Regions from separate parts of the Macaca mulatta genome. Here region 1 is linked to region 2. A link is a contact called in public Hi-C data. All regions are on one chromosome and are shown on one strand. The core of a region is the stretch at or near the end of the contact, and the rest is flanking DNA. Distances in the headings are between cores, read along the strand shown. Region 1 holds the start of PCGF2 (polycomb group ring finger 2). Region 2 holds the start of MLLT6 (MLLT6, PHD finger containing).

Region 1 (2,755 bases), core at 44-2,543, 35 kb after region 2:
GGAAATGGGGTCGGTGGGCAGGAGGAGGAATGGTGTGCAGATACCTTTAAAAAGCCCAGGGACCAATTTGTAGACAATGTCTTGAAGGGTTTTGTCAGACCTGGGGAAAAATGGACAGGGTGTATCAGCAATGAGCTCTCCAGAGAACTGCTCTGACCTCACCCTGCTCTCCCAGTCATGGGACCTCTCTACCCACTCCCTTTCTGAGACCCAGTGCCCAGGCATTGGGATCCCTGTGGGTCTGGTCTTTGACCCTCTAGTATGCCTCAGCCTATGACGAGCCAAATGCAACCCCAAGGGAGGGGAGTAGCCCAAGTCCACACGCCGTGCTTCTCCCACACCTGCCGCCTTGGCTGAAGGAAGCACGGAGTGCGGGAGGGATGGGGGAGGCTGACCCAGAGGATGGCGGGGGCAGGAGTGCGGTGCCAAGCCTACCTGATGCTCAGCAGCGGCCGGGTTTTATGGACCTGCACATCACACATGGGGCAGTATTTGTTGGTCTCCAGGTAGCGCACGATGCAGGTTTTGCAGACTTGGGGGTGTGGAGAGAGGGAGGAGAGTTAGAGTTGCCTTCCAATCCCAGGACCAGCCTCCCCGCCCTCTGCTCAGACTCAGATATCCCTTCATCTCCACCCTGTCCCTGCTCCGAGGCCCAACGTGGCGATGTGTGTTTTGCACGTGTGGCACCTGTCCCTGTGCATTGTTGAGGGAAGCTGGATCTTGTGTGAGACAGGCCAGTGTCACGTACAACGCAGGTCAGCCCTCAGTCCCAAGCTCCCCAATGGAGTGGAGGACAAAAGCCAGCCTGTTCAAGATGCCCCTGGGTCTCACCCCCTTGCTGCCAAGCCCACAGTACAAACAAGGGGTGTCTGCATCTTCAGGGCATACAATTTCAGTCATTTCAAGAAAGAGCTAAGATTTCAGATGCAAGTCCTTGAAATGAACTTCTGGGCCGATGCCCCGCACCCAGTTGCCCCTGCAAGGTAGGCCCTCTGTGACTTGAGGATTCCCAGCAGACACGTGGGCACGTTGGCTCTTCAGGGCAAGGGTTTGTGTGCTACCTTCCTCAGGCCATGCCCACCCCAATCTGGGCACAGAGGCTGCCCACCCTGAGCAGCTCCCCTCCCCCCAACTCACAGGAATGCAGGCACTCCACGATAGTGGTGGCGTCAATGAAGTACCCCCCGCAGAGGGCACACATGAGGTGGGGGTTCAGCTCTGTGATTTTGATCCGTGTAGTCCGATGCATGATTCCGGGGTCGGGGGTGGGGGGACTGGGGAGCGTTGCCCTGGGAAACAAAGTGGAATCAGAAACCCAGAGTTGGCCGGGCATGGTGGCTCACACCTGTAATCCCAGCACTTTGGGAGGCCGAGGCGGGCGGATCACGAGGTCAGGAGATCAAGACCATCCTGGTTAACACGGTGAAACCTCGTCTCTACTAAAAATACAGAAAATTAGCCGGGGGTGCTGGCGGGCGCTTGTAGTCCCAGCTATTCGGGAGGCTGAGCTTGCAGTGAGCCGAGATTGAGCCACAGCACTCCAGCCTGGGCGACAGAGCGAGACTCCGTTTCCAAAAAAAAAAAAAAAGGCAGGAAAATGGAAGAGAAGAGGGCTTTTTAAACTCTCTCCTATCCCAGGCCGGGTGCAGTGGCTCATGTCTGTAATCCCAGCATTTTGGGAGGCCACAGCAGGAGGATCCTCCTGCCTCACATGATCCCTTGAGCCTGAGTGGTTGAGGCTGCAGTGAGCGGTGATTATGCCACTGCACTCAAGCCTGGGCGACAGAGCGAGACTCTGTCTAAAAAAATAAAAACAAAAACAAAACTCCCCAATCCCAATCCGTATTCACTCACATGGTCCACATTTAAAGCATCCTAGGAACTAGGAGGAAACTCAGATAAATCAGCCACTGGCCTGAAACTTCAAGGAACAGAAGGGAAAAATAAGTTATCCTCACTCCCTCAACCCCTCCACCCAGGTGCAGGGCCTCAGACTTGATCCCAGCCTCCTATCTACTCCATCCATTCACTCCTCCTCCAAGAAGGCTTCCCTGGAAGCACCATGGCACAGGCTGCCCTAAGTTAGAAGGCCACAGCCATCCCTTGTGCTTCTGGCTCCGCATCCAGCCTAGGCTTTGGAGCACCTCCCTCCTCTAAAGTCTGCCAAATATAGGCTGCTCCCAGAAAATCCACCATACGCTGACCATTTGGCTTCCAGGCCTGGGACTCAGGCAGGGAACAGAGAGGGTCCTTACATGCCTGAAGCTGGGAATGCACAGCTCCAGCCCTAGCCCTGGACTCAAAGAGTTTAGGCAAAAAGGCTATACCCCTGCCACAGGAATCCCTCCCAGTGCCCCTGATGGACACAAGCACACAGGGTCCAGGAACCTCCCTTTCATGCACACTGCAGGAATTCCCCCCACATGGTCACTGTTACTCTCCCGCTGTCTCCTGCCCTGGTGACGCCTCTGCCACCTGTTCACAGGCTGTCCAGTGACAAACCACAGGCTCTCACAGATGCCTGCCAAAGCTGGGCAGAAAGTGCTCTGTGCCCAGACCGCCTGCCCGACACCAGCCAGGCCCAGGCAGGGTCCGGAGAGGTGAAAAGTCCAGCTCTGGATTGGCCACTGTGCTTCCTTCTTGGTAAAGAAATCAAACCAAACCTGCACCTGGAAGGGACAGCCCCTCCCTCCTCTTTCCCAGAGTAAAAGCCCAAGGGTGGGGCTTGGGAAGAGGCCAAGCCCCAACAGCTCCT
Region 2 (2,904 bases), core at 291-2,790:
CCTCCACCGCCAGTCCCCCGGCCCGTCTTCCCTTCTCCTCTCTGTTTGCCCCTCCCCCGCAGGAAGCGTTCCCGGCCTCGAGGTCTTTGAAGTGTCGTTGAAGCCCCCAGGGCTGCCTTCTCCCCTACGCCACCCGAACTCCCGCTGTGGGGGGCGGGTGACCTTTAGTCCCAAGAGCGTCGCCCCCCTTTAGGAAGTTTTTGGGGGGTCAGATCTCACCCCCCTCTTGCCCACACAGGTCTTGGGAAGAAGCGTTTGGGCCGACGCCCCTCACTTCTCTCCCAGACCCAACTGCAGGGACTTTAGTCCTCTGGAGTGCTGCGTATGAGTTACGCTGTGTGTCTGTGCGCGTGCCTAGAGGTCAAGTGTAACTGGTGTTCGTGAGCACCTCGTGGTTGCGGGTCTCTAACTCTCGTGGGTCTCTAAGCGCGCGCGCGGGGCTGGAGCGGAGGTTCGTGTCTCTGGGAGGGTCAGTGGTGTGACTGAAGCTGGGAGTTAGCTCGTGTCTGTGCGGTGCCTCGGTGTGTGTCTCTGGGGCTCCGAGTCCCTGTGCGTGCGTGTGTGGCTGTGAACCGACAGGAAGCTCCCCGAGGGCAGGAATATGTTTTGCTCTCTACTTGATCCCAGCGACTGGCAACGAGCGTTTAATAAATATCTGTTGAATGAATTAGTGTCTGCGTGTGACAGCGTCTACCCTCCAGAGTGGCCTCCGGAAAAAGGGCCCGAGGGCGGCCATCCAAAAAGACCCCCAGACACGGGGTGGGGCGGGGGCGAACGGCCCGCGTCGCTCCCATTCCTCCTAGCGCCCCTTCCCCCGGTCTCCACCCCCAAGTTTCCCTGGGGCTGAAGAACCCACCCAGAGACGAAGACTTGGCGGAGGGGGCTGGAGACTCGGGGACCCGGGGCCCGAGACGGGAGGGCGGGCAGAGGGAGGGCTAGGGAGCGACGACCCAGAGCCCTAAGACGAAAAATAAAGCAGGCAAAGCAGCACGGAGCGAACGAGCGAAAAGCTCCCTACCAAGCCAGGCTTTGTTCCCTGAACCTAAGACTTTACCCGGCGGCTGGCGGCGGGCGGGCCGGGAGCGAGCGAGCGGAGGCGCGCGGCCATGGCTGCCGCGGCCGGGCAGGGGGGCCGGGGGGGCGGCGCGTGAGCGGGTGGCGCGGGGCGGCGCGGGGCGGGCGGGCGCCCGCGATGTGCCACTCGGCGCCTCCCCCGCCGGGCCCGGGCTGCGCGGCGGCGGGGCGGCCTTAGGAGCCCGGCGAGCGGCGCGGAGGGGGCGAGCCCGGCGTGCGAGTCTCATTGTTGTGGGGGGGGCCCGTCGGGGCATGAGGGCGAGAGCACGGCGGGGGGGGCGGCCAGACAGAGCGAGCGAGGAGGAGGAGGAGGAGGACGCGGAGGAGGAGGAAGGAGGAGGCAAAGAAAAGAAGCGGCGGCGGCGGAGGAAGAGGAGGAGGGGGCGAGGAGGCGCGCGGCCCCCCGCTCCCTCCCTCCCCCCTGACCCCCGACCCCCGCCGGCCGGCCCCCCGCCCCAGCCCCGGAGGGAGCTCATGGGAGTATGAAGGAGATGGTAGGAGGCTGCTGCGTATGTTCGGACGAGAGGGGCTGGGCCGAGAACCCGCTGGTCTACTGCGATGGGCACGCGTGCAGCGTGGCCGTCCACCAAGGTATGGGGGTGGCCCGCGGGGGGCGGCGGGACCCTGGGGGCGGCGTGCGTGGGGCGCCCCCGGCCGCGCCCTCCGGAGACCTCCCGGGGCTCGCGTGCCCCTCCCCCACCCCACCTGAAGGGAAGGGAGGCGTGGGGGGGCTCCCCCCGCCCGGTCCTGGAAGACCGGGTCAGGCATTGTTTTCTTGCCTATTGTTCCAGTTCCGCGCCCCCCACCCCAAGTTGAGGGAGTTTGGGGAGAGTCTAGGGAGCAATGAGTGAACTCCCCGCGCCCCACCCCGCCGGTGTCGGGGCTGCCCGGGGAATGTTTACCTGCGAGGTGTCCCCTCCCGCCGGGTTATTTTGGTCCCGGCTCCCGGAGGAAGAGGTCAAGGGGGGGCGTCATCCCCCCTCGCTTCCGGATAATGGGAGGAGCGGACTTGGAAAGGGAAGAGAAGGGTCCCAGGGGAGAAGGGACTCCGAAAATCCGCCGGGGAAGAGCTAACGACAGGAGAGAGGTTGTGCAGGGGGCCGGAATCGAGAAGAGGGAGGCTTGGAGTTTCCCCCAGCAGCACATGGTTCGGGAGTTAACTCCTTGAGGAATCTTGCCGAGGGCGCAGGCTGGCATCTCCCGCCTGCCTGGCACAGGCAGCCGGGCCCCCCCTTCCTGGGACATCCCTGAATGCTGTGGCCCGGGGCTCTTCCCGCCACGCTCCTCTGGGTTCCCAGCACCGCACCTGCCCTCGGCCTTGACTTTTAACCTGACTCTGTGATACTTAGAAGTAGAAGATGAGGTCCCTAGACCCCCTACTTCTCCGCCTCGTCCCTCACTGGCCCTTTAAGAAATCCCCCCGCCCACAACAACAAAACGTGTTTGACGGTCGTGACTGTTGTCCCCTCTGGTTTTCTCTGTTCCTGATGCTGATGGCTGGTCCGGGGAAGGAGCTGGGAAACAAGTCCAGAAAGGGCGTGGGGGGAGGATCTTCTAGAAGTTTAAGGTCAAAGACTCAGACTTCCCGTCCTGTTTGGAGTGCTAGATTGTGTGGTTGAAGGCTGGTGTTGTGCGGTTGGGCAGTCCTGCTGTTAAGTGAGTGACCCCCAGACTGGGGAGCAGCCCCCATTACTGGAACTGGCTCTAGTTCTTTGGAGTCACCGCCTTCCCCCAGTTACCCTGGGAAAAAGCCACTGGCTGACAGCTTTGCTCAGCGACTGTCCTCCCCCCCCCTCAGCTTGCTATGGCATCGTTCAGGTGCCAACGGGA

Evidence for each region. A called contact is a pair of places that touch in the nucleus more often than the background predicts.
Region 1: a Hi-C map of fetal cortex germinal zone shows a contact between it and region 2, with 2.3 times the contacts expected there. The contact joins the promoter of PCGF2 here to the promoter of MLLT6 in region 2. A contact is called at or near these places in 3 of 14 Hi-C or Micro-C datasets (cortical neurons, fetal cortex germinal zone and liver).

What each region holds. Positions count from the first base shown.
Region 1 is chr16:63,022,166-63,024,920 of T2T-MMU8v2.0, forward strand. It overlaps PCGF2 (polycomb group ring finger 2), which reads right to left and starts at 1,294. Exons shown (of 9, transcript NM_001265939.1): 1 at 1,138-1,294; 2 at 436-532; 3 at 45-100. The coding sequence starts at 1,249.
Region 2 is chr16:62,986,972-62,989,875 of T2T-MMU8v2.0, forward strand. MLLT6 (MLLT6, PHD finger containing) reads left to right here and starts at 1,541. Exons shown (of 20, transcript NM_001257665.1): 1 at 1,541-1,665; 2 at 2,873-2,904. The coding sequence starts at 1,557. It overlaps LOC144335660 (a long non-coding RNA gene), which reads right to left and starts at 2,109. Exons shown (of 3, transcript XR_013406708.1): 1 at 1,977-2,109. LOC144335677 (a long non-coding RNA gene) reads left to right here. Exons shown (of 2, transcript XR_013406726.1): 2 at 1-667.